Regions from separate parts of the Sus scrofa genome. Here regions 1, 2 and 4 are each linked to region 3. The links are chromatin contacts, called in public targeted proximity ligation maps. All regions are on one chromosome and are shown on one strand. The core of a region is the stretch at or near the end of the contact, and the rest is flanking DNA. Distances in the headings are between cores, read along the strand shown.

Evidence for each region.
Region 1: a targeted proximity ligation map of skeletal muscle shows a contact between it and region 3. A contact is called at or near these places in 2 of 47 Hi-C or Micro-C datasets (liver and skeletal muscle) and 1 of 2 datasets of targeted methods (skeletal muscle).
Region 2: a targeted proximity ligation map of skeletal muscle shows a contact between it and region 3. A contact is called at or near these places in 4 of 47 Hi-C or Micro-C datasets (psoas muscle, retroperitoneal adipose tissue, skeletal muscle and 1 more) and 2 of 2 datasets of targeted methods (alveolar macrophages and skeletal muscle).
Region 4: a targeted proximity ligation map of skeletal muscle shows a contact between it and region 3. A contact is called at or near these places in 8 of 47 Hi-C or Micro-C datasets (blood, brain, embryonic fibroblasts and 3 more) and 1 of 2 datasets of targeted methods (skeletal muscle).

Annotation. Positions count from the first base shown.
Region 1 is chr3:97,149,659-97,156,687 of Sscrofa11.1, reverse strand. THADA (thyroid adenoma-associated protein) reads right to left here. Exons shown (of 40, transcript XM_021088406.1): 38 at 4,970-5,101. Among named protein-coding and RNA genes, the nearest start is that of ZFP36L2, 47 kb to the left of the region's middle.
Region 2 is chr3:97,103,696-97,111,040 of Sscrofa11.1, reverse strand. The region is part of intron 32 of THADA (thyroid adenoma-associated protein); the gene reads right to left. Among named protein-coding and RNA genes, the nearest start is that of ZFP36L2, 93 kb to the left of the region's middle.
Region 3 is chr3:96,970,138-96,976,862 of Sscrofa11.1, reverse strand. It overlaps THADA (thyroid adenoma-associated protein), which reads right to left. Exons shown (of 40, transcript XM_021088406.1): 28 at 4,791-4,882. Among named protein-coding and RNA genes, the nearest start is that of THADA, 100 kb to the right of the region's middle.
Region 4 is chr3:97,175,760-97,183,213 of Sscrofa11.1, reverse strand. The region is part of intron 38 of THADA (thyroid adenoma-associated protein); the gene reads right to left. Among named protein-coding and RNA genes, the nearest start is that of ZFP36L2, 21 kb to the left of the region's middle.

The sequences.
Region 1 (7,029 bases), core at 4,143-6,642, 180 kb before region 3:
CTCATAGATTTGAAACCCTGAAGTCATCTCTGCCTTCCCGCCTCTCCCACCTCCCACAAGCACCAGCTCCCCAAACCCCCACATCCTCCTGAGTGTACACTCTTTCCATCCTATCACTGCTGGCGGCAGCGCCCGGGGGCGCTCCCAGCTCCTAGCTGACTTGCCCCCAGCTCTGAGCCATCTCACTGGGCTGCCAGAAAGATCCCCTCACATCCATGTCCCTGGCAACACTACCCCTTTGTCTGAAACCTTTTCCAGACTCCCTTCGCCTACAGGAGGAGGTCCTTGGCTTGGGACTCAAAGCCATCCAGGTCTGGCATCTGCCTTTCTAGCTCTGTCTCCTATTCTGCTCCCCTGGCTTCAGCCTGTGTTCTGGCCACACAAGTCCACTTGCTGCTGCCTAGTCAGCTCCTGAGCTACCCCCGACTCCAAGCTTGGCTCCGGCTTTTCCTTCCATGTTGAAATGCTCTCATTCGTGTGCCATTTGCCCCCCCCTTTTCAGCCAGCTCCACTCTCAGGAACTCCTGAGACCCCACAACCAAAATGCAGGCCAAGGGAATTCCCATGTGAATCAGTGGGTGATGGATCTGGCATTATCACTGCAGTAGCCCACGTCACTGCTAAAGTGTGGGTTCAATCCCTGCTCTAAGGATTTGTGCATGCCATGGGCATAGCGCCCTCCCAAGAAAGAATAAACAAAGGTGAAAATAAATAAATGCATATTAAAAAAATGCACTTCTAACTTCCCCATCTCCCCAGTAGGCTATTAGTATGAGTGCAAAGCTCTTTCTTTTCCCATCTAGACCTCGTTTATAGGATTAGATCTCAGAGGCAAGGTGTCCTCATGTTTAATTTCTTTCTGAAGGGGAAAAGTAAGAATTAATTTAACAATATTTAACCTTCTCAAAGAAGACATTGAATATGAACATAATTTAATAATATCATTGTACTGCAGCACTTATTAAACCACTGACTTGGGGGCAAAATTAATGACACGTATTTTCAAGGTATGCAAGACTCAGTAGTCATAATGAACTTGGAACACCAAAGAGCAAACCATTAGTGGGGTATGTTACAAAAGCCCTATGCGCTCAAGGAATGTGAAGACTCACCATCAGCTGCGTGGTGTCCTTGAGAGAAGTCAAAACAAGACACTATTGTTCTGATGAATCAGCTGCTAAACTTGTCTGACTAAAGCGAAAAATCAGGGGTGACGCTCAGTTCTCAGCTGCTTTTCAGTCTAAAGCGGAAAGATGTGTATTTTTTGCTTAAGTCAATGACATTGCATTACGGAGGTTCTCTGTTGCTATCAGAAGGAACAGAGAACACACGGGGACGTGCTGAACGAGTGTCCCCACAAAGTGACGCCAGGCTGCTGAGATCTTTGAATTTTAGGAGTCTGGCTTGACTTTGATTTTTCTATGCAAAAATTCACTCAGAATGAGTTATAAAGTGGGGGGAGTGCAGGAATGGTTTCATATAATTTCGGGGAAAGGAATCACACTGGGGAGAGGGGAGAGGATAAACCAGCCAGGTGGTCTATCACCATCTACTGTGTTAGTCTTCTTTTTGCGGAATTGGATGTTTTAAAAAACACTTTCTTTTGAAATAATTTTAAACATACAGAAAAGAGGCAAGTATAGCAACGACCTGTGTTCACTATTTTTTTTGGCTGTGCTCACGGCATGCAGAAGTGTCTGGGCCAGGAATTGAACCTGCACCACAGGCGTGACCTGAGTCATAGCAATGGCTTTGCCGGATCCTTAACCTGATGAGCCACCAGGGAACGTCTGTGTTTACTATTTATTTATTTATTTTGTCTTTTTAGGGCTGCACCCGCGGCATATGGAGGTTCCCAGGGTAGGGGTTGAATTGGAGCTGTAGCCCCCAGCCTACACCACAGCCACAGCAATGTGGATCTGGCCAAGCCTGCAACCTACACCACAGCTCATGGCAATGCTGGATTCTTAACCCACTGAGTGGGGCCAGGGATCGAACCTGTGTCCTCATGGATACTTGTTGGTTTTGTTTCTGCTAAGCCATGAGGGGAACTCCCCATGTTTACTATTTATATGCGCATATAGTTTTATTTTTTTTCTGAACCATTTGAGAGTAAATTACAGGCACTGTGGCTCTTTCCCCCTTCATATTTCAGTTGAGTATTTCCTAAGAATAAAAATATTCTCTTACAAAACCACAGTTTAGTTATCAAATTCAGGAAATTTCATATTGATTTTAATCTACAAACAACATTTCAATGTTGTCAGCTATTCTAATAATTTCCTGTATGGCTTTTCACCCCTCCAGTACAGGATCTGGTCCAAGGTAACAGAATACATTTAGCTATTACAGAATTCTTGTCTTTCTCACACTTCAAATCTTTTGCAGACCAAGGTGGGGAATAGAAAGATAGACAAGTAAGCTTTTACATCAATTATGCCCTGAGGCTTTCACTCATGGAATTTTACACACAAAAGGCACTCAATTCTGATCTTCCTTCCTTCCTCTCTCCCTTCCTTCCTTTTATGGCTGTGCCCATGGCACATGGAAGTTCTCAGGCCAGGGATCAAACTCTAGCTAAATCAGCAACCAGAGCCTCAGCAGTGACAATGCCAGATCCTTAACTGGCTGAGCCATTAGGGAACTCTTTGATTTCTACTTCTTTCTTTTCTTTTTGCTTTTTAGGACCAAACCCACGGCATATGGAGACCCAGGCTAGGGGTCTAATTGGAGCTACAGCTGCCAGCCTATACCACAGCCACAGCAACACCAGATCTGAGCTGAGTCTGTGACCTACACCACAGCTAATAGCAATGCCGGATCCTTAACCCACTGAGCGAGGCCAGGGATCGAACCTGCAGCCTCATGGTTCCTAGCTGGATTTGCTTCCGCTGTGCCACAATGGGAACTCCTTTGATTTCTATTTCTTAAGAAAAAATTCAAACCAGGAGGAGGGAGAACATGGTAATGTTCTTTACTATAAATGAACTTGGAAAAATTCTGAAAGAAATAAAAGTAGTAGGGAGTTCCTGTCGTGGCACAGCGGAAAAGAATCTGACTAGGAATCATGAGGTTGCAGGTTCGATCCCTGGCCTGGCTCAGTGGGTTAAGGATCCAGCATTGCCGTGAACTGTGGTGTAGGTCGCAGATGCAGCTTGGATCTGGCGTTGCTGTGGCTCTGGTGTAGGCTGGTGGCTGTAAGTCCAATTAGGCCCCTAGCCTGGGAACCTCCATATGCTGTGAGTGCAGCCCAAAAAGACCAAAAAAAAAAAAAAAAAAGACAAAAAAAGTGAAATAAAAGTAGTAGGTAAAAACTAAAGTTTAGCAGGGAAGAAGTCCACTTATGAATTCCACCATGAAATGATCTTTCTTGCCTTTGGTAGAGGTCCCAGTAGAAATCTAGTGTTATATTCCACCAAATGCATACTGAGCACTTGCTGGGTGCTCTGTGCGTCCTTCCAAGGAAAATACACAACTGAAAAAAGGGATGAATCACTCATGGCAGAACCTCAGGTCTGAGGCGCTCTGACAGCCTGGGACAGGGTGGGGAGGAGGCTGCCTGTCCACCACTCGCAGCGCCAATCTGAATGCTTTCCTGCTGAGAGGCAAAGCTGACCCTGGCTACACCTGTTCTGGGGCAGCATCCCTGGGAGATTATTGAAACCAGCCTCCCCCACATACATGCAGAGAAATGTACCCAGTCCATGGCAGCAGAGGACGCAGGTACAGGGAAGCTCACACATTCCAGGACCTTGCAGGCCCACGGCCCCAGCCATGGGTAAAAGAGGCACTGAGTCAGTTACAGACACTGTCTGGCTCTTCCCTGCCCCTTCTGCTGTCCATTCGGGTGGACTTCTTAGCTCAGCCTGTGACTGCCTGTCTCAAAATGGTGTTCTTGGAGTTCCCATCGTGGTGCAGCAGAAACGAATCCGACTAGGAATCATGAGGTTGCAGGTTCAACCCCTGGCCTCGGTCAGTGGGTTGAGGATTCAGTGTTGCCGTGAGCTGTGGTGTAGGCTCTGATTTGGTGTTGCTGTGGCTGTTGCATAGGCTGGTGGCTGTAGGTCTAATTAGACCCCTAGCCTGGGAACCTCCATATACCATAGGTGTGGCCCTAAAAAGCAAAAAACCAAAAAAACCAACCAATCAAACAAAAATGGTGCTCTGACTTGTCTGGGGGATGGCTGACCCGGAGATCTTTGGTGACACCTGGCCCCAAGTGCAGGGAATGCACGTCACCCTCCCAGATGGCCACTTGTCCAGAGGTGTGACCTTGCTTCTGCTCCACTGACCCCGCTCCCTACAGCAGCCCATTTTCCACTTGCAGCCAGGAGGTGCCTTTGTCTCCTTCACCCTTTGCCACCACATACACATAACTGAGGCCCAGGGCTGTAACGGCTCACATCACGGGCTGAGTGGCTCTGAGCTCAGGACACCCCCGCTGGGCTGCTCCTCTTTCCACTCGCCTCCTGGGTTAACATTGCCACGAACGAGGGGCCAAGGCACAAAGGAGAAACTTGACTTATACTCAACTGTTTCTGTCACGTGTAGAAACTCGCAGGGGAACAAAACGATGGATCTATGACTCCTGCATTGTGTAGCCACACAGATAATCAAGACTCGGCCTTATTTGAAAAGGATGGCAATGTAACTAACAAATGGCACAACTTATGAGAGTTTTACATTTGAAAGCAATTTTTCTCTATGAAAATCTAGAACAGGGGTTGGACATTGGCTAGCAGGTCAAATCTGGATAGCCGCCTGCTTTTGTAAATAAAGTTTTAGGGGAACACTGTCAGGTCTGCTTGTTTACCTCCTGTTTATGGCTGCTTTCCCATTAAAATGGCAGAGTTGGAACAGACCAAGTGGCCAACGAAGCCTAAAATGTTCACTCCCTGGCCCTTTACAGAAAACGTGTGCCAATCTCTGTCCAAGAGCAACAAGGCATCAAAGGATGAAAACGAGGTACCTGTTGACAGGCAGGTGTTTTCCTGGGACACGGCGGTCATCACGGTTTCCGTGGCTGCATCTCGGATGACTTGCTCCTCACTCTGCAGGAGGGTGAGGACACATCTCCAGAGGGCAAGTGTATCCTGCAGTCCTAAGAAGGCCCAAAAGAATCCGAATCACCTAGGATGTGATTTACAAGCGGGTATAAACACTGCTTCAAATCCAGTATTTAATGAGCAACAGTTACTCCTTTTTTGGTGGGCATTGCAAGAAAGGGAGACCTGAGAGTTAGACACATGCTGGAAGAGAGGGGCCCCAAGGGGGAAGGTTTGGAAACACCCTTTTGAGTCGAAAGGCTTCTGGAGGCAACCAGACTTAGGCAAGGCTGCCTAGAAGGTATGGCCTGGCTGACTAAGGCCCAGCTGTCCACAATGACTCATGCTTCTCAGGAATGAAACTTTATGCATCAAGAGTGCTCTGGGAAACCAGCCCAGTGTTGATTTGAGTGGCTGTGTGAGCTTATAAATTCTGAAAGCAAAGTTTCAATCAAGATTTTGCTTTGGGGGGACAGGAACTAAAAAAAAAGCCAAGAACCACAATAAAGGCACTGGCCTGGGCCACGTCTACATGGGGTCCACGATCTGACCGATGTTACCCGGGGCAGGAGCCTGCCGAGTCCCTGTGTTTGGTGCTGCTGGGGACCGCGGAAGAGGAATAGAGTCTGCCCCTGAGCAAATGAGGGGGACATCAAGGCGAGAACACGAGGCAAGGAGCAGGCAGGGCTGGGACCCACCACGGGAAGGACCCCAGAGGCAGACCGGGTGAGGGGAGGGAGGGGGCAGGGTTCAAGAAAGGACACGGGCTGTCTCTGGGGCGGGTGGGTGGGTCGTCATGGAAGACCATCACGCATCAACCCTCGTCTTCTGAAGAGGAACTGAGCCCATCCTGAGAACCCTCCTGAGCCTCCCTGCTCCCTCATCCATCCACAGAGAACCGATAACAGCCACCAACGCTCCAGTCATACTAAGAACAGCCTGGCTCCTGCTGGGGTTTGTGCTCTCCTGTCTGTTATAAATTTGGCTTTAATTTTTACTCCGTCTTTCAGAATCTATTCATTCTACTCGATCTCTAGGGTTTCAAAGTTTCCTTTCTTTTTTCTTTTTGTCTTTTCTAAGGCTGCTCCCGCGGCATATGGAGGTTTCCAGGTTAGGGGTCGAATCAGAGCTGTAGCCACCGGCCTACACCAGAGCCACAGCAACACGGGATCCGAGCTGCGTCTGCGACCTACACCACAGCTCACGGCAACGCTGGATCCTTAACCCACTGAACAAGGCCAGGGGTCGAACCCACAACTTCATGGTTCCTAGTCGGATTTGTTAACCACTGTGCCACGACAGGAACTCCCAAAGTTTCCTTTCTTAATATTTTCTTAGACCCCTATGATCCTCAACTTGTCCCCCTTAGTCCATTTCAACTTTTCTTCTTCCCCCTTAAATGACTTTGGTCTGTCCTTGACTTGTCCCCATGTAATTCTCTGCCCTCTGTCTCTCAGTCCCACACCTATTTTTCAGGTTCTTGATGGCCATCCGCCAGCTCTGACCTCCTCCTCACTGCTTGTAATGCTCTAACCAGCTCCAGCAATTCAGGATGAACCGATGGCTTCTGCTCAGGACTCAGTTTCACTCAGGAACTGCACGTTACTCCACACACGTCTGCCCAATGTGAGCCGGGGATGGAGCAGCCCAAGTCACCCAGAAAATGTGCTGCAGACTGATATTATCCTCCCCGAAGAAGCTTCACCCAAGTTTGGTGGTTTTTTTTTTTTTTTTTTTTTTGCTTTTTAGGGTCACACCCGCGGCATATGGAGGTTCCCAGGCTAGGGGTCGAATTGGAGCTAGAGCGGCCAGCCTACACCACAGCCACAGCAATGCAGGAACTGAGTCGTGTCTGTGACCTACACCACAGCTCCTGGCAATGCCAGATCCTTAACCCACTGAGTGAGGCCAGGGATCAAACCCGAAGCCTTACGGTTCCTAGTCGGATTCGTTTCCGCTGCGCCATGAGAGGAACTCCCAACTT
Region 2 (7,345 bases), core at 4,676-7,175, 130 kb before region 3:
TGGTTCTTAGTCGGATTCGTTAACCACCGCGCCACGACAGGAACTCCAATATCTGTGGAATTTCTATAAAATCCTTGCCGAGAATGAATTTTGAATCAATTACCTTTGACATAAGATATAAATATTTCATAAAATGTAATAATTTGAGGTAAAGATATTATTGATTCAGTCTAACGTCTTTTTCTTTTCCAGGTACTAAGTTACCCTTTATTATACTGAAGGATATCCATGGGGTCAGGCCCAATATCCAAGATGATGGTGAATATGTTGAAAGCTAATGTTCCTGAAATTAAATATGCTAAATCTTGAGTAAATTCCCTCTCTGTTGCATTTCTTGCAAACTGTTCATCTCTTATATAGACAGTAAAATTTCAAACTATGCAAAATTTCATAGGTGTGGGTGCGTATGTATACATACATACCCACACTCAGTACAAAGATACATATTAAGTAATCTGTAAAATGTATTTCTTCTTGTGAATGGCTGTCAAAAAACTTGAAATCCACTAGTTTAGCAAGAGAAACACACAACCAATCATATGTTATAATGGGTGCTTGAGAGAGGGGTTGATAGGGAGTTCCCTTCATGGCTCAGTGGAAAGAAATCTGACCAGTATCCATGAAGACGCAGGTTCGATCCCTGGCCTCACTCAGGGGGTTAAGGATCTGGTGTTGCTGTGAACTGTGGTGTAGGTCACAGACATGGCTTGGATCCTGCGTTGCTGTGGCTGTGGCGGAGGCCAGCAGCTGTAGCTCTGATTCGACCCCTAGCCTGGGAACCTCCATATGCCTCAGGTGTGGCCCTTAAAAGGAAAAAAAAAAAAAAGAGAGAAAGAGAGAGGGGTTGCCAGAGTGCAAATTCAGGGTGGGGAAGGGGAACTGCCCAGGTGAGTCAGGAAGTGCCTCAGCAGAGCTGGGGGATGAGGAGGAGCCTGGGAGACACTGCCAGCAGAGGAAGCAGCATGTCCAAAGACTATGGCATAATAACAAGAAGTGCAAAGGGGATGTGGAAGAGGAGGGACAGCAGGAAGTGACAGCGGATGGGTGACACGCCCCAAATGGAGGCACTTAGGAGTGGCCTTTAAGAGCTCCAAAAGCTTCAAAGGGTTGAAGCCCTAGTGGGACCCCATCAGTCCAAGCCATCCTGGGAGTCTGGGAGTCCTGCTCCTTAGTGTGAGAAACAGATGGTTTACTTTGGACATAGGAAACTCTTCCAGAAGAATCCACTGCCATCTTCAGAGGGCTGAAGACAACCATTCTGGCTTGACGCTGTTAGTGAGTGTTAAGGTCTCTAAGTCATGAGATCCTATCTGGACTTCAAGAGTCAGGGTCTAAGGTCACTCCAGTTCCTACAGAAAAATTACTTCCCCAGAATCCTGATTAGACACATGGCTTAACTTTATTCATCTAGAAAGCTTTACGAAGCACCATGGGAGATATCCTCCTTGGAAGAGAAGTGGAAGGGACAAGGTTCTGGCCTTGAAGAGCTTAGGTCGTGTGTGTGTGTGTGTGTGTGTGGCGGTGTTGGGGGTATACATGGAGAAAACCAAGACATTCACAAAACGATCTGAGCGAATATCACGGAGGAGGGGTCTGGAGATGGGGAAGGAACTGATGGTGCATGGAAAGAAGGAACTCCAGGCAGGAGAGTTCACTGGAGCAAAGATACAACGGTGGGAACATGCCTGCCACCGGCCAGAAACTCAAACAGGTACAGGAGACAAGCTTGACAGCTTAGGATGACTTTGGCTCTTGGGTCCTGGCAGGGGCTGGGCCCAGCACAGCCCACCAAGGGCTCCTCCTCTAAGCAGGGCTCCCACGGGCTCACTGCAACTCAGGCGGCTTCTGTTCTCCAGCGCAGTGAGTATGAAGCACTGGCAGCCCCTCACCATGGCGTCAGCAGTCAGTTAATGAAGCATCAGCCTGGGGACCGCCACCAGCCCCGAAATAGGCTGGACAGAAGAAAAGCAGAGAGGAAACAAAGATGCGGAATATGGGAGAGAAGGCAGGTGAGAGGCAGGGCTGGGGTGGGGAGAAGAAAAGAATAATAAGTGCGGGGCGGGGGGGCCCCCCTGCCTGACACATGTCCAGCCACACAGTGTCCTGTATTTAAAACACACTTCAAAGCCTGCCCTCTAGGAAACCGGCCCTGACTAACCATCAGAGAAGAGCCGCTGAGGACAGTCTGAACAGCTGACTTGACGGGCTGCTGCCTTGACCTTCCTCTGGTCCCCCAGAGCTCCCGCGGGCCCCCTCTGTCGTCCCTGGCAGTTGGAGACTCTGCAAGAGGAGCGGTCGGCCGACCAGACGCTGCCTCTCCTTATGTTTGGTTATAAAAGGAAGAGCTGCTGTGGTTAGGAGCCAGGAGGTACTCCTTTGATGCAGGCCACATGAAGTCATATAAATGTGGAAGTGTAAATTAAATAAAAAAGAACCCCCTCTCCCCTCTGATTTCCATTTTTACCACAGCCCCCAGCCAAGCAACCATCATATGGCATTCTCAGAGAAACAATAGGGGATCTGTTTAAACCGAGATGCCAAACGGTCATGAATTGCAGAATATATATTTTTAAACAAGTTATTTTCCCCCGTGGTAACATCTAGAGTCCAGATCTACACCCGAGGCCAGCTGGCAGCAGCATGCAGGGCCTGGCTGGCGAGCCGGGACTGCTCGTTTACCTTGCCCGCCACCGCGGGAGGGGAGGCGGGTGCCGGCAGAGCTGCATTTTTAGGGTATGTTCCAACTTCCATCCAGCCTTTCTTGGTCTGGAGCTTTGCAAGTGTTTATACTCACACCCACACGTATAAGCTGCCCTGCAGCCCTCTGCTCGGATTTTCCTTTTAAAGTGAAGCCATCTTCGTGCCCTTCGCTGGTGGTTGACCAGGTTGCAGGGAGTCCTTACCAAGACGTCATGCACACAGCAAGACACCATGAGCTGTGAGTCTGTCCAGAAAGGGACCAAACGTCCCAGCCACGCGCTACAGAGCACTTGGGGCCGCCCTTGGGAAGACAGCTTTTGTTCCCGGGGGATGGAGTGTGTGAAGACAAAGGGCCTTTACCACTTTACCAGGGTTCTGGGTAGGCACTCAGCAAAGGTCCAGGCAGTCTGCCCAAGGCCCTGAGGCCCTTCTTAGGTCAAGGTCGAGGCCACAGCCGCCTCTGCTTCCCTGGGGGTGCGCTGCTCTAGAGGAAGTCTGTAAGCTCAGTACCAAGGCTTTGCCTTTCCCTCCCTGAAGGCTCACTTGCCTTTTCAGAGGCTCCCCCAAGGGAGCCTCCCACACCCCCAGAGGCCCTCATATTTTTCCCTCTTTCTATTAGGCATCTTTTTCTCATTGATGTACTAACACTCAAGTTATGTGTAGAGAATGAGGAAAAAGAGACCTTGTGTGGGGCTTGGGGTTTGTTCAAAGCCTGAAGAAACTGTTTTAGAGGGTGTATGTTTTTTATTCCTTTTATGAGAGATGCATGTTTCCCCCCCTCTGTGACTTGTTTAAAAGTAAAGTTTAATATGCTGCCAGAGAAATTGCTGGTTAATAACTTAATAAGCAATGTGCTAGGAATTATGGGAGAAAAGTAGTATCCAAGAAAACTTTTATTGTACAGTTTGGGGCTTGGCGGATATATAGCTTCAGTTATTATATAAAACGCTAACAGAAGTCTCCTTTCTTTTCAGACCTCACCTCCCTAGAATTCTTTTAAAAAGGGTACATAAGTGAGGTGAATGGAAACTTCTAGAAGCTGCGTGAGAGGTCTGCATGTAGATCACAGGTGAGAACTTCCAACGGCACCGACAACAGAATTGTGCTGATGTGAGTGCAGCAACGCATGCACTTGGAAATGAGTCCTGGCAATGATCCATTGTAGTAATAAAAGTTTTATTTTCAAAAAGTATCCTTGCTTTGTAAGATTCTTAAGAGAGAAGAAAAACAGGCACCACTATTCCCATTTTTAGAAATCAACAGAGTAGCTGGCATCGCTCAGGTGACCTACCCAAGATCAGGGCAAAAACCAAGAAGGGAGTCAAGGTTTTCTAGACAAACTGTGTCTATGTGTTCCCAACACAATCGGATGAAAAGTATGACGCAACGGCGATCAAGGAGAGTATCTGGGTTTGCAGCCGCAAGCTCTGGTGTTGTGTCCTGGGGGCCAGTCTGGTGGAGAGCAAGGCTCCAAGCATAGCTGTTTCTGTGAGGGCCAACCTAGGGGCCCGTCGGCACGGCCGACTCAAGTATCTGACAATAAACACTCCCTCTATTTGCTTAGCTCTTTTGAACTCACACACCCATTGCTCACCGTGTCTTTCCCCACCCTCATCTATTTCACATTTTAGAGCTTCCAACTTTACGGATAAAAACCGAGACCCAAAGAACTTAAGGTCCACACATCACTAGTTAGTACTAAGCAGGGGCCAGAACCCAGACCTGCCACCTTTGAGTGACCCTGCCTCCCCTCGACCCCAGGGAGGTGCGTTCACACCTAGAGGCTTTTCCGTTTACCCAGTGCCTCTCCAAGTGGCCCTGCCTGTGGTCACCTGGGAACACAGGGCCTCTGGACCGGGGAGGGCCTCTTCCGGCTCAAGCAGGGAATAAGGTCCTGAGTGTGTGTGAGAAGCTACCTCCAGAGGCCTGCAGCCCAGTCCAATGGCTGAGGAAGCCTGGGCATCACTGACAGCCGAGGGGGAGGAGGGCGACGAGGCTTTGGGGGGTCTCTCTCAAAGCAGCTCCCTTGGCCCCTGGACATAAAACCTGCTCACATGCCCACAAGCCCCCCTGGGGTCAGCGTGAAGCCTAACCATGGAGGACGAAGTGCCAGGGCTGAGCCAGCTCAATGTGAGCACAAAGACGCAGGAAGCTAAGCGAGGCCTAACGCAGTGCTCCTGCCAGGTGTGCATGGTGCTTGAAACCCTGTGCTCAAGTTACTGACTTCGGTTAAAGGAGCTGCCTCTGGAAGATCATGAGTAAACGACAGTGGTACGACCCATAAGAATCAACTTCTTGACATTTAGCACTGAGTAACATGCCCGTGTGATTTCTTGGTCATAGCAACTGGCAGTCAGCCAGCTGAGAGTGGATTTCTGCGGAAAGGGGATCCAGAACCGTTCTCTTTTGACAGCAAGAAGGTCCAGGGCGTGGGTCATGTCCAAGGAGGGCAGCTCCTGAGAGAGGCCCTTGGACAGCCCAAGGGCCTGGGGTTGCAGCATATTCTAGGAGGATGATCAGGCTGCAGTGGATCCAGAGGCCAGAAAACAAATGTGCTCTCCACATCCCCAATTTAGGCCACCTTCGGAGCCAGACCCATCTGTCAAGTAGGAAGAAGTCACCTGCTCCTTGTGTCTGTTTTTCCACCTACGGGTATTGGTTTGGATGAGATCCCTGTTTGGGAAGAGGGAGTCCGGTGCTCTTCTGAGTCCCTTTTGGGGCTCCCAGGGGCTGAGAAGCCATGTGGGTGGGCTGCGAGGCCCCCAGCTCAACTTGCACTGTATTTGCCATCTCGATTACCTTGAACGTCTTGAACTTCCACTTAAGCTTCTGTTTGAAGCGAGGATTCCACTGGATTAGGTGATCTCTAAACTCCCTTTCTTGCTATAAACTTGTGGTGCTACAGTCCTCTTAGCAACACTGAGCAGATGAGAGCCACCTAGTCTGAAATGCACACAAGCGGCATCTCTATTCCTATCACTAGCTGCCCAGGCAGGCTAGAAGGGCTTCCAAGGGCCAGACACGGCCAGGGGATTGCTACTAGAGAGCTTCTGTTAACCTCCAGGAGGGGCTGGAACGTCTGTTGACCATTGAGAGAGGCTGGAAGATTTAACACCCTCCTCAGTGTATCTCATGAGCATGGAGACAGCAGCCTCCTTAGCCGTGTAAGCCTGAGCTTACTGACTTCCTCTCGACTCTTGGGATAGATTCAAATTCCTCTAGCTGACATTTAAGGCCTGCCACAACTGGTCTCTCACCAAATCTTGCACTGCTCTCCGAACACACCGTGTCTTCTGTCCCACAACACAGCACCTGCATTCCCCACAGGGTGCGGCTGCTCCAGGGTGACCTGCTCTTTTCCTGCCACTTTTGGGGTTTCCAAATCACATCCAGGGTCCAAGAGGCAGCTCAAATACCTAGCTCCCCTAGAAAGCCCTGCCTGGCTATCCCGGGCCACATTCTTCTGTGAACTCTTGTGCTTGTTGTGTGTACTACAGAATTCGAATTCTATATGAATGTCATTGTCAGCGTCACATGGCTATGTCTTGTCAACTGGACTGGCTCTTAACCAAACTCTGACAAGAGACGTCATTAAATATGCCTAAAGTGGTCCCTGCAATGCTGAGCGCGGTACTGAGGTACTGAGATTCCTTCCTTTGTACTTGGGCAATGAGACCGTCACAACTTACTTACCAACACGGGCTCTATACGAGTGTAACCTCACTCATTCTCCGATCTATGAAGATGAATCTCATCTAAACAACTACATCTCGCCTCGCCTTTAGAGACTTCTCCCTTCTCTTGGAAGACTTCCTTGGCATTCCAACTCCCACTAACTGCCTCCTGTCATCCACTTGGACCCTATTCCAGCATTTACCAAATTCTCACTTGTTTAGTTAATTAAATCCATACCTGCCTTAGTCACTAGGTTTTTGAAATGGGGACAATATCTTTCATCTCTATATGCCCCACTGTGCCTAAGACACTGCTCTGTACCATTTGCAAATATGAATTGGCTTAGATTCATTGGGAATATGGCTCAGTAAAGGTAATCATGGTGTTGATTTACCCTAAAGATGGAATATATCACATGCTAAGGATGACAATGACAACAACAACCACCACCACCATCCCTATGTTAGAGTTTTACATAATATCATAAAAATGTGTTGAGGCCATTTAAAGCCTGCATCTCTTGGGAGCCGGGCAACGACAACACCGCCCAAATCTTCCAACAGCAATATTCCAAGAAGCCAACAGCCACAAATGGAGCAAAATGGCTATTTCTGAGCCCTTTATCAAACTAATTACTACTCCTAGGTTAGGTCTGAAGATTTCTATATTTAAAAAGTAGAAAGTTGGGTGCTGAACCCTTGATGTGCAGTTGCATAAAGGAACTATTTTTATTGCTCACGGCAATATGAAGAAGCTTTGATCTCGGGCAACTTGTACAAAGGTTCAGTTTAGTATACTGATCACTTCTGACTGCTTTTACCTAACTGGTTTCCATAAGCTCAGCCTGTCAACAAGAAATGCCTCATATAGTCTCAAGTTTCATTTCTTAAACAGCTTATTCCTTTAAAAGGAATATCTAATGAAGAAACTGTTTTGCACCTTGTCCATTGCTTTGGGTTGAAATGTGCAA
Region 3 (6,725 bases), core at 2,568-5,067:
GCAATATAAATTCTTGTTAAATGGAGGAAACGAGAATACTTCGGGGCTGAGGATGTTAAGATTATCCTGGCCACAGTCAAAAGAAAATTCTGATCTTCAGTCTGGCCAAATAGGCAACTGCTACAAACTACTATGTAGTTCAAAGCAAATAAGCTATTCTGAATTCTAATAATTACATTCTCTAACATAAAAACCTCGTTGCCCTACAGCTCTCAATTTTAGCTTCAAGAATCCAATTCTTTCCTAAACAATGGAGTGGGTAACCACAAAAACTTGTGGAATCTCTTTTCCTAGAAAACATGAAAAACAGGAGAGAAGCCAGTCTGTCTGGAAATTGCTTCAAAATCTGTCTATAAGCAGGGGCTGGACTAGACTAGATGTCCCTTGGAGGATCCTTCCAGAACCACAGCACTAAGATGTTAAGAGAAATAATTAAAACAATTCTCTGTTATTTATACCCAGGAAAACAAAACAAATACAATTTAACATCTCCTAACACAGTCATTAGAAATAATTTTATTTGGACCCAGTGATGCTTTTATAAACATTTTCCTCTTAAATTGTACTAAACCATCCTAAACTATTAATTTGAATATGAGCTCTGGCTAACAAGACAGAATAGAGATTGTACTAGTCTGTCAATGAAAACTAGATTATTATTCTTTTGTTCCTCTTTTTTAACCTACCTGTTTCCATGTACCCCAAATCTACTCATCCCCAAAGCTTTATAAGAAATACCGTTCCCTTCAAGCACTCCACTCAACTCTCCCACTGATGAATTTCTTCTGCATCCATTACTCATACCATATTGTGCAGCTGAATAGTATATATTGTCTTCTATTTCTACCTGCTTCACAAATAATGATTCTTGCTTCCTCAGCTAAAAGGTAAGCTCCTTGAGCAAGGTCCAAGTTTTATATTTTTCATGTACTCCTCTACTGTGTCAATAATGAGTTCAAGGCAAATGCTTACAAATTCTTACCGGTTGACTGACTGATTTAAAATGAAGAGCAAGCAAGAGCAAAAGAACACTCTGTACATTGAGCACCTGCACAAAGCTTTAACAAAGTCTACAATAAAGCTTTTCAGACTATCTATATACTGTTACCTGTCGCTTACCTGGGACTAGAACAAAATCTGTCTATAAGCAGGGGCTGGACTAGACTGGGGCTGATGGGAAAGATCTAGAGTGAAAGATCACATTGGTTTAGCTCCCATCTGAAAGGAAAGAGGAACTAGCAAGGTGCGCAAGGTGCGCCCACTCCCACTGCAGAGGAAGGCTATCTAGGGAAGCCCAGCACACTCCTCAGATCACAGAGCTATGCAGCTTCTGACCCTACAAAGGATCCATTATTCATTCTGTCATACCAAGCCAGTCAGGGGAAAAAAAAAAAAAAAAAAAGGAGAGGAGCTTTAGGAAAAGACAATGTAATAACATTATTGAAAACAAACAAGTGAAATGTATGTTTTCTCATTCTTCATAATCCCAAAGACACATCTGGAACAAGACTAATGCACTCTAGAGTTCAATCACTATGAGTGTACCGTACGCACTTTTAAGTAGGGGTGCAGAACCCCTGCTCCTTTCTTTATATGTGAAAAGGGAACTTCTTGTCTCTACTACCAAGCAGGCACTGTTCTAGGCACTGGGAAAATAGCAGTTTACCAAACTCACAATTCTAGTAACAATTACAGAAAGCCTTCGCTTAGTATTTTATAGAAATATAAGACCTCAAGGATAGTCCAAGTCTCTTAGAGGAGAAAGCCAAAGCCAGAGAGGTTAACTTGTCTCAGCTGGTTATTGTGGCTATATGGCAACAAAACAGAAACCAGAGTTCTTATCTCTCCTCCTCTAGTAACAAAATTTGCTTCTTCATTAAGCAAGTATTCTGTTTGCCCATTACATGCCAGACACTATGCTAGGCACCAGGTGTAAAAAAGAAAGGATAAGATACTGACCCAGTACTCCAAAAGCACAGTGTAACTGTAAGACAATGGGATGGGTAAAATACTAGAAGTGGTAACAGAAAAAGCAAACTATGTATCTCTAATGGCACAGGACTTCCAATATTTTTCAGGAAAATGAACTGTTAAAACTTTGTTTTATCCTCCCTATAGCCCTCTTAGTACAGAACAGATCTTATTATTCCTGTTCTATAGATGGAGAAATTGAAGAGCAGAGCGGATAAGGGAGTCTATTAAGGTCATCTCCAGGGGCAGCAAAATGCTTAGAAACCAAGTCTGTTTACTCCAAGATAGACCTTTTTCTCCCCCACTAGATGGGAAAGGCAGATGTTCTTTTTATGTCTAGTTCCCTTCTGATCAAGAGCACATATTTGCAAGACTGTGTGCAGAACCATCTGTGGCTGTGAACGTAGACTCCACTGACCTAGGCGGTGTCATCAGCTGAGTTTAGTTATTCAGTGGTTGAGGAACCAGTCAACAAGGCATCATTATCACTAGCATTCTTACAGTGCCCACCATATATACACAGACTAGAAGGAAAAGGCTCCACCCTCAGGGAGTTAATATTGTAGGGGACAGGTATATAAACATTTTGACCAAAAGTGGCATAATTAAATAAACTACAGCTAAAAGAACCATAACAAATAATGGCAAGTGTAAGACACTCAAAGTTTCGCAAAGCAAATCCAGTGGATGCTGCCAAGAAATATACCCTTTAAGGATTAAACAGAGAATAAAAGCATTGTCTATGTAATGAGATATACCAACCTTCAGATTACTGAAATAAAAACTCTTACCAAAGATGCTCATCACATTAAAAAATTAACTTCTTAATGCCTTCATTTCACTTTTTAGCTTTTACTCAAAACAATTACGTGACTATTCCATTTCCCTCTTTCTAGGAAAGCTATATATTTTGTAACCTTCCTTATTTGAGAGGAATGAAGTTATAATGGGGTTGCCATAAGCATGCTGTGGCAAAGAGACTAGGACTATGTGCTTTTATGTGCTACTCTTCCACCCTGTTTCAGATGTAACCTATGCAAAATGAATCTGATCATTTTCTCCTGTACATAGTAAAACTTGTATACACATCCAAGAATCATTCTCTTCATAAAAAGTAAAAGAGAAAAAAAGCATTTCTTCATTTTTTGAATTCAGCTTTAAACATCAATTTCACTTGCTTGATAAACCTCATACCGTATTTTATTTACACTACTTATCATGGCCTTACATTATAATATGACCAAACTGTTTTAAACCTTAGCACAACTGAATTATTAACAAAATAAACAAACCTAAAAAGAAACACATATCAGCGATTTCAACCTAGTGACAGGAAGAATTTATTTAGGAATCAGCTAAATAGTAAAAATCATCTTTTTACTAATCATCCTTTCAAAGGAATAATGTGATCGTTATGAAAAATACAACTCAGCTGAAAAAAAAAAAAACTTCTCTAGCCTTTCCTTAATATACTCAAGGGATTCACACATTTATAGCCAACTGCTTTCCATTTAAATATTTATTGAATTTTATAGGGTGATATGTAGCAATTTAAATGACAATTCAGAACTACCAGAAGGTTTCACCAGAATTACTTATAGTGTATTACAAAATTATTTCATGATATTTTCTAATTCCTAAGACCTAGTTCCATCATAAGAATATATATATATATATATATATATGCTTTTTAGGGCTGCAAATGTGGCGCATGGAAGATCCCAGGGTAGGGGTTGAATCAGAGCTGCGACTGCTGGCTTACACCACAGCCACAGCCATGCCAGATCCAAGCTGCGTCTGTGACCTCCACCACAGCTCATGGCAATGCCAGATCCTTAACCCACTAAGTGAGGCCAAGGATCAAACCAGCATCTTCATGGTTATCGGTTGGATTCATTACTGCTGAACCACAACAGGAACTGCCAAGAATACATATTTTAATAAACAACAGATTAAAACTGAAATTAAAAGTGCGATCATCCACTTTTTTAGGTAGGAGAGGAATGGAGCTTGATTTATCTCTAGTTCATCCAGAGGAAGACCACTGGGCCAAATCAGATCCTGAAGTTAAAAGTAATTAAGCATGCAGCGACAGTGACATCTAGTGTTAACTCATGCAAGCCACTAGACTACCATTAAAACCAGCCTAAGTACTAAAGAAACTATTCAAAGCTTCTCTTTAAAAACCACCAAACAGAACTTATGCATTGTATCTAAAAATTCCTCATAATCAAAGTGTTTCAGTAAGTTTTTTTCCAGACATTTAAAAAAAAAAACCTTAACAGAAAAACCTCTTAGGGAACAAACACAACAAAGACCTAAAAGTAAACAAGCACTGTTTATCCCGTGTGGCCAACATTTGCAACTGCTCACCTTGGTGAGAGCTTAATGCAATGTAATCTGGGGCGTGTTCTGATGAGCACATCATAAACATTTAAACTTCCAGTTACTATAAAAGCAACAATATGGCACGAGCCAGTACTTGATGACATATCAAGAAAAAGCAATTTAAGACATCTCGGGAATACTCGAAGAAGATGCAAATCAACAAAACTTTAGCTGTTGCACTGGGAAACGAGCTCTACATTTCAAGTCCTTGCTACCTTGCTATATTTTTGTTGCTCTGAAAGGTCCACTTATTTAAACAGTAGATATTTTTACCCAAGGGTTTAGAACTTGGCAGCATAGATTAATTTACTATAGTGTTTTTATAGTTATATACTCTAGAGGAATCTATAAAAGTAAGTGAAATTCCAAAAATTATTTTTGGCCACGACAATATTTTGTAAAAAGGGAAGTTAGCATTAGATGAAGCTTACCTATTTTTTTTGGAAAGTTCATCCTTTCCCTTTTTAACTCCAAATATCCTTGTGATCAAGGTACTGAAGAGAAGCGTGGATGAATTTCTCACCTAATGTAAAAATGTATATACAATAAAGGTTAAGACATATTCATGGCATAACACCAACATTTACAATGTTAAAACTAGATATTCAAAATCATTACCCAATTTCCTAGTGGAGGGCTAAAGGAGATATGGTCTCTATTCATAAAATAAGACAATTTTCACTAACTTTGTAGTAATTCCCTCTATGACTTCCTCTCAAACTGAGCTCTATAGTCTAACCACATCCACACAACACAGCTTTTTTCATACTTCTAATATTACCACCAACTGTTTTATTTCTTTGTGCTTATATCATCGAATAACACTTTAAAAAAAAGTTAATTTTTCCACAACATTTCTGATGATGAATAATACCCCAGTAAAAAGCTCAGCTCTCTCCATCTATTTTCTGTAGTCATCTGCCTATGAGAAAATATAAGACCTAACTCAAAGAACCCACATTATTAACATGGCCAGAAAAATATTTAATATCGTATCTAAAATGCTACTACCCGCACAATGCCAGTAACCTAATAATGTAATTTTAAACCCTAAGATTATCTGAGATAACTGGTTCATAAAAATAAGAAGAAAGAACCATCATTAATAAGCATGAATCACATCTATTTCCAAATCAATGTGTCAGGATGCTTTCCTGTATCATAAAAATGTCCTGAATGCATACTGGGCTTCCTCAATTACCTTGCCAAATCAGCGTAGACAGGTATAAACATGTATTGACTTCCCCACAATGTGTAAGGCCCTATACCAGCACCACAGAGAACATCCAGAAATAGAAGACACACACTTACTGCTAACACAGAGCTTATGCCTAATTAGATGGGCATCATATGGTGTGTTAAACAGCAACATAAGAAGAAAGGTAATTAAAAGCAACAATGTAGGATGGAGACCATAGCTTCCCGAAACTACTGCTGAAAGGATCACAAACTCAAATGCCCACAAGGGCCAGTGAGTGAGACAAAAGCAGCAGAGAACTGGGTCTAATGCAGTCGCTATTCAGCTGCAGCTGAAGTTGTTGCCCAGAGGGAATGTAAGCCCAGTGCTGCCAGATCTTCTGCTTTTTCAAAAGAAGCCAGAAACCCCAATTTTTATGTGAAATCTATTTTTAATGCTGGCAACAAATTAAAGGAAGAAGAAGAAGAAGGAAAAAAAAACTGTGGTGGAGGCCAAATAAAACACAGTTGTAGGCCAGATTTGACCTTTCAGCCACCAGCTTGCAACCTCTCCTCCAGAAGCACTGACTGACTCAGTTCGTGCATGGTAACTCTAGAATTGGAGCATAGATACACTGGCGCAATTCATAGCATAACTGCAATGAAACCTAAAACTGGACCAGTTCACTTATGTCCACTCAACAATTAACAAACATCAATGAAGTCTCTACTGTATGCCCTGCCCAATATCTGCAAATGAATTGCTCTGTCCTGTTACTCTATCAACATCTGTCCAAGCTCAGGTCTTCATTATCTCTCTCCTCTATTGACTTGGTTCCCAAAGACTTCTTAGGTTTAAGATGACTTGGTAGAGTCATACAGGACCCTGTCGCCTCTTAGGAATTGCACACACACACAAAAACCATAAAAAGAAAAGAAAAATCAAAACACATTGCCGTAAACCAAACTTTCTGACAGACTGCCAGAAGCAATAAAGTTAAAACTGGAGATGAAAGAGGATGTCCACTAAGGCGCACTTTATCAGAACTGTAAAGAACTGCTTGACAAAATGAATGGGTGCCCCCAGAAAGAACACTCCCTTATTTGATTCTCCTGCAGGCAGGAGACACATAATGTCTTTTAATAATGTTAAGATGGATCAGATAGATAAGCAGCCTAATCCATTCATC
Region 4 (7,454 bases), core at 3,009-5,508, 210 kb before region 3:
CCTTTGTGGCTCAGTGGTTCACGAACCTGACTGGGATCCATGACGTTGTGGGTTCGATCCCTGGCCATCGCTCAGTGACTTAGGGATCTAGTGTTGCCATGAACTGTGGTGTAGGTCACAGATGTGGCTTGAATCCTGCATTGCTGTGGCTGTGGTGTAGGCCAGCGGCTACAGCTCCGATTCAACCCCTAGCCTGGGAACCTCCATATGCCACAGGTATGGCCCTAAAAAGCAAAAAAAAAAAAAAAGAAAGAAAGAAAAAAAAGAAAAGAAATTGAGTACACTCCCAGGTGACCCAGCACCTTTCTTATCTGTGACCAACATTCCCCAGTAGCCTCCCTGGAACTGCGGCCTGCCTCCCAAAGACATCGGAAACTGCCTGCTGCCATGACCCTGGGCCGGGGGATGGGGGGGGGGGCTGAGCTTAGAGAAGCCTGGGGGAGGGAGGGGAAGGGAGAGGCTCAAAACAAGCCAGGAAAGAAATGACCAGAGAACAGAGAGCAGTGAGGCTCTGAGTTTTTAGCAACTAAAAGGGAGAAAAGATCAAATTTGGAGTTTCTGTTGTGGCTCAACGGTAAGGAACCCAATTAGTATCCATGAGGATGTGGGTTCGAGCCCTGGCCTCCATCAGTGGGCTAAGGATCCGGTGTTGCCATGAGCTGTGGTGTAGGTCGCAGATGCAGCTTGGATCCTGTGTTGCTGGGGCTGTGGTGTACTTCCACATGCCGCAGGTACGGCCTTAAAAAGACAAAAAAAAAAAAAAAAAAAAAAAAAAAATCAAACTTGTGGCTGGCTGGATTTAAATGAGCTGCCCGGAGAGCATCTGGGTGTTAAGGGTTTTGAGGCCCTGGAGTCCCCTGCCCAGAACAGCTCCTTTGCTTTCAGTATCAGCCCTCTGGAGAGTGGGGAGGCGGGGGAGGAGAGATTCAGATGAAGAGGAAATCTGGGAAGAAGCAGGTTGTTTTTGACCTTGAGGATGTTTTGATCTCGCCATGAATGTTGCTGGTGAAAACAATCAACATAAAACTAGACTGACGATGGCTGAATAGCACATGATAAAATTTATGACAACTGGCCAAAGATGTCTTTTTGTGACACTGAAAACTGCAAATAATAACAATAACAACTGGAGGGGAAATGTGACCTGGTGGAAATAAATATCCAAACACAAACAAATAAACGCAACCCCTGGAGTTCTTCTGTGGCACTGTGGGTTAAGGATCTGGCGTTGTCACTCCAGCGGCCCCCAAACCCCTTCCAAACCAAAACTGACAAAATCTAAAACCAGCTATGGTAAAACTCGTATTGAGTAAAATTATTGACCAAAAAGTAAATCTTCATTGTTAAGTTTATAGGTAAAAGAATTAAAACTTAAGAAAATAAGGCAGAACATTAGAAAATTTTAACTTTTCTATGTGGAAAATGGATGAAGGAATTAAATTGGTCTGATAGAGTTACGGTGAAAAATAATTTATTGGTTTTTTTTTTGTCTTTTGCCTTTTTTTTTTTTTTTTTTGTCTTTTTGCCTTTTCTTGAGCCGCTCCCGTGGCATATGGAGGTTCCCAGGCTAGGGGTCGAATCGGAGCTGTAGCTGCCGGCCTATGCCACAGCCACAGCAACGGCAGATCCGAGCCGCGTCTGCGACCTACACCACAGCTCATGGCAACGCTGGATCCTTAACCTGCTGATTGAGGCCATGGATGGAATCCGCAACCTCATGGTTCCTAGTTGGATTCGTTTCTGCTGCGCCAAGACAGGAACTCCAGAAAATAATTTCTTGATGAAAACTGATCAATGTTAGTATAATTCAGATTAAAAATCTGTATTTACATGAGTTGCCATGTCCTCCAGGTCAAAATGGTGAGGCCAAAATACACTGAACTCGTTTTGAGATTTCTGTGGGCTTGAAGGGACAGAAAGGAAGCGAGTCTCCTCTAAATTTCGTCCTCAGAGTTCCTTTCTTGTCCCTGGCATCCCGCCTCTGGTCCTCACCTCTGTATCCACAGTCACCTGTCCTGACAACTGCACCTGTCCACCCCCGCTCTGAGGTTCACCCTCACACGTCCTCCTTTGGAACAAGGGCAACCTTCCAACCTGCCTCCTTGCTTCCAGTCTTGTCTTCATTGTCTCCAAGCCATCCCTCCTCTACCCTGTGGTCCGGGCAATCTTTCTAACCCTTTGTTTTAAAGGTCTCCAGTGAGAGTTCCCTGGTGGTCTAGTGCTTGGGATTTAGCACGTTCGCTGCTATGGCTCAGGTTCAATCCCTGGTCTGAGAACCGAGATCCCACATCAAGTACCGCACGCTGCTGAGGCCAAAAAAAAAAAGCTTTTCAGTGGCTCCTTGAAGCCAGAGTGTCTTAACTCCTTAGCAGAAGGGTTCATTCTGCCTGGCTCCCCTGCCCCCATAGTTACGGGAATAAGTAAGTTCCTGGCCCTCCTTTTTCATGCCCCATCACGAGTGCATGGGCCATACCAGCCATGCAGGTATTAGCTTCCCATCTTCCTTCACTCCAGGCTGTTGAGTCCCTATCTTACTAAGTTCTTGCCTTGCCTGAGTCCAGCCTTTTCAGTACCTCTTTGGTGACTTCTTCATTTCCAGAAAGACTCCTGCTTCCTCTGGCTTATTCCTTCAGTTTCTCTCTAGATCTAGCAGGATGAGGTCAATGTGTCTTAGAGGGTGAGGAAGGGGTGGTCCACCCCTGTTATTCCTCGTCAGAGCAGACCTAGGAGACTCCGTCAAGAAAGGACCGCCAGTTTCTCAAAGTTAAACACAGAACTGCCATATAATCCAGCAACTCTAGCCCTAGGTATACATCTAGAAGAACTGAAAATAAGTACTCAAACAACCGCTTGTGCATGAATGTTCACAGCAGCGTTATTCACAGTAGCCAAAAGGCGGAAACAACCCAAGTATCCATCACTGGATGAAGGATAAACAAAATATGGTACATCCATACTACACATTATTACTTGAGCATAAAAATAAATGAAGCACTGCTACATGCTACAATATGGATGACGCTTATAAACACTCTGCCTAGTGAAAAGAGCCAGGCAGGAAGGGTCATACATTATATGATTCCATTTCTATGAAATAGCCAACATAGAGAAATTCAGAGACTCAGAAAGCAGATTGGTGGCTGCAAGGGACTAGGAAGGGAGGGGAGAATAGGGAGTGACTGCTTCATGGATACGGGATTTTTTTGGAGGGTGATGAAAATATTCTGGACCTACAGGGTGGTGATGGTTGCACAATATTATGAATTACCAAATGCCACCGTGTGGTATACTTTAAAATGGTTAATTGCATGTTACGTGAATTTCACCTTAATAAAAAAAAAATACAGAAAGAAAAGATCTCCTTGGGGACGGAGCCAGAGGGTGTGCCAAGAATAGAGGATGGTGGGAAATTCAATTTTATACCCTTGTGTCTTTAAATTAAAGGGGGTGGGGTTAAGAAAAGGGCTCCTCAGTGAGTATTGCTCCCCCGGACACATGTCCCAAAGACTAGCCCTGAGCAGGGGTGGGAGGGGTGGACAGATGGAGGGGTACATAGGGCTCGAAAGAGGCGAAGAGGGGCCAGCCCTCCCTCCCTGCTGCTGGTTGGCTCACCCAAGGACAGAGGTTTAGACTCAGAGGGCTGGAAAGGGGGCAGGCAGAGGAGGGTGGTCTGAACAGCCACTGCGGAGGGAACCCTTGTTTTCCTACACCTCATCACGTTTGCTAAGAAAGCAAGACATTTTATGTCTAGAAGCACCTGCAAGGTAAGACTCATATGTAAGTGGATCCTGTGAAATAGACTTTTATGCAGAGAGCAGAGATCGGATCACAAAGCCATAAGGAGAAATCTCTTTACCCGAATTACACAGACCCACTCGTCTGGTTTCCATTTCATTGCCTGAGTCTGTTTTATAGTTGTGCTTTTTCATGAAAGCTTTTAAGGGAGGCTATTCCCTGATGTCATGCAAAAAAAATGTCTGAATACAATTACATTACGGAGCAGCACTCTTGGAAGAGAACACAGACACGAAGCTCGCTGGTGTCCTGTTTCCTTCCCCTTAAAAGCTATTTGTCTGTTCTCTAAAAACAGAAGCCCCCAAACCCGAATCCCAGGACCCTCTATCTGTCACAATGCCCAGCAGCACTGATTTGGGAAATGCACGCAGAACTGGGGACCCCCGGGGAGGTGGGAAGGCTGTCAGGGAGCCGTGTTCAGCTCTGGTGACCAGCACACAGTCCTGAGCCACCTTGTCTCAGGTCACACATTTTACAATCAAGGGGAGGGAACAGAGCCCCCTGCTATGGGCTCTCTCAGGAATCGCCTATAAAACCTCCTCTCATTTCCTCCCTATCCTCATGCTTTATTCAGACGCGCCCCAAGGCTCGGGGAATGGGTTTCCTTAAAAGCTACTAGGAAAAGTGCTCTTAATCCAAATCTGCTCTACTGTGAGCACACTCTCCATGTTTTTCATCCTTTCCCTAGCTTTCTGGTCCTGGCAGAAGCTGCCATACTCCTCCCTTTCCAGTAGAGGCTGTTCCTTCTTTGCTTCATCTCTGACTCAGGCCGATCAGCAAACGCCTTCTACCTCTACACGATCCCCTCGCCTTCCCACTCAACCATCTCTTTGAAGTCCCTACTATGAAAATTCAGAGACTCTGAAAGCAGATTGGTGGCTGCAAGGGACTGGAAAGGGAGGGGAGACTAGGGAGTGGCTGCTTCATGGATACGGGATTTTTTTGGAGGGTGATGAAAATATTCTGGACCTACAGGGTGGTGCCTCCTAACTGAACCGCTGTATAAACTGTCCCAACCTTCTCCCTGTCCCTATATCTTTACTCCCTTAACCACTCATTCTTCCAGATAATCTTGTTTTCTACAAAAGACATTCAGCATAAGCTCAAACTTCTGTCCTCCCCCACTTGAAAACGTCTCTAATGATTCTTTTGAAACATTAGCTTGAAAGCAGAGCAGGGTCTGGGAAACGCAGTGTTAGGACAGGAGAGAGAGCCTGGAGAGGGAGGAGGAGAGCCTGCAGACATATGGGAGAAAAGGGCGCCGTGGCTGGAGGAAGGTCCTGGGGATGGAATGAGCTGCTGCACAAAGGATTCATGGACATGAAGGAGCATTTTTTTGCTGAGTTTGAAGGGGGCCGGATAAGAAGATTGATGACTGTTACAGAGTGGCCTCCTCCTTACTTTTAAACTCCTTGAAGCTGGCTTCTGACCTTCCCACTACTGGACCTTCTCTCTCAACTCTCACTTAGGACATTTCCTCCATCCTTATTCTCTTTGACCAGATCTTTTGATGGTGAGCGGCATGGCTGACCAACTCTGTCCTTGCTCATTTTTCCTTAGGTGAGTTCATGACAATGGAACCTCTTGGTCTTCTTGATGGGGCTTGGTTACTTCCTTGGCTAGCTCCTCTCCCAAACTATTACCAGAGTCTTCTACAAATGCTCCCTTACCTTTAATTTCTCTCTCTCCCCACCCCTAATCCATCCATTTATCTCCCTCTTTCAATATATAGTTACTGATCCCCTACCATGTGCCAAGCACATGGCAGCTATTAAACTGTAGCTGAATTAATCTTAATGTATAGCTCTGATCATGTTACTTATTTGTTCAAAAGTTTTTACTGGTTTTCTGGTGCAAATGATATCCAGATTCACTGCCGTGGCTCTCCCAGTTTCCGTGGACATCTGCTGTTTTTGTGGGCTTAGCTTCCATTTGCCTTCTCTGGATGGCTGTGCCCCAGTCTTCTCCTGGAGAATCAGCCCTTCCACAATTTTGGCCCATGTGGTTTGGGTGTGGTTATCCTGCCCCCCGCCCCAAGCATGAGCACCTACCCCAGGTCTAAGCCACTCAGGGCATCATCATCATCCTTGCCTCAGAGATTAGTTCCGGGATGGGCCTGGAACCCAACTACAGTCATTAAAAAAAGCCTTTAAAAGAGATTTGAGTGACACAGGCCTCGAATAAACCAAGATGCAAAGGCTAGAGCAGCTGCTGCATCTTAGAACTTCCAGGGGAGTGAGAGCTTATCTGAAAACAGAACCAACCTAAGGACAGAGGAAGAACATGGCAAGAAACCAGGTCCTTGGGACACTGTCTGAGCCCTTGCATCATGCCACATCTGAAGCCAGCCCTGACCCCAGAACTCTCAGTCATGGGAGCCAATATGCTCCCTCCACCCAGTGCTGGAGCAGGTTGGATCAGAGAAAGAGTCTTGCTTGATCCAAAGCTCCTCTGCTGCATCCCAGCTTCCTTTCACCTCATCCTCTGTGCGTATGAAGACTTGCCTACTAATTTATTCCTTTCCTGCACATGCCTCACACCTGGCCAACCCTGTCTTTCTGGAATGCTCCCCATCGTTGCCGTCTTCTCTCACTCAAATTATATCTAACCTTTAAGCTTCAGTTCTAATGAGCTGTCCTCCAAGAAGCCATTCGTCTCCCATTTCCCCCAATAACAAATGTTTGTTGAATAAATGATGAACTGAACAAACAATGACACAGAGAAACAGGGTCCAAGGAGCGGGTTCACCAAATTGTTGTACAGCCCTGGGTTCCAGCAACCCTCTTCATCACCCATCTTCTCACTAAATCCCTGCTTCCTATCCTCTTTGGCCATCATTTCCCAAAAAGTTTCCCTTGAGATGCTGGGAATGTTGACAGATACTTTTTTGGGTACATAACATATATGCTTTATGCATATAAGTGATAACATACTCTAAGATTCTCTTCCCTTACAAGTTGTTACAAAATATTAAGTAGAGGTCCCTCTGCTATACAGTAGGTGCTAGTGGATTATCTATTTTAACGATTTTTATTTTTTTCCATTATAGCTGGTCAATGTTCGTAGATACTTAAAACAGAAAACTCTAAACTCCAAAAACCAACCAAAGTGGGGGGGGGAATCTATTAAATAAGTCTGGAAAATGCTGGATTAAACAAATGCTTTTGTTTTTAATGCACGAAGGTGGGGATGGAGGCAGGCTACACTCTCCAATTTACTCATAAAACAGGTACCAGTACAGAGGGAAGTGCCACATTCTTCCCTGCAGACACGCTTTGGTTTAAGGTAGTGCGGGTTATTTTATATACAAATATAAATATCCTACCCTTTGTTCAAGGTGCCTATTTGCTCTGCACAGCGACTATTCTGAACACAGAAAACTGTTCATTGTTAAACATGGCATGTAAGTGGTTTTGCTTTCTGGCAAATCTCCAAACCATAATTATTAAGGGACTCCGAGCTGCTGAGGAATTCTTGGGTTACAGAGGCTTTGATCTGCCCCTGCCTTCTCTCCCCGACATGAATTTCCACGGGTGTGGCTGATTTTCATTGTTTCCCCAGAGGTGGGGCGGCTTCGAAGGTGAGGACGTGAACAGCCCTGCAAGGTGAGCAGGGTAACCGTGGCGCCCAGGCCCCGCACGGCTGTAACCAAGGGGACC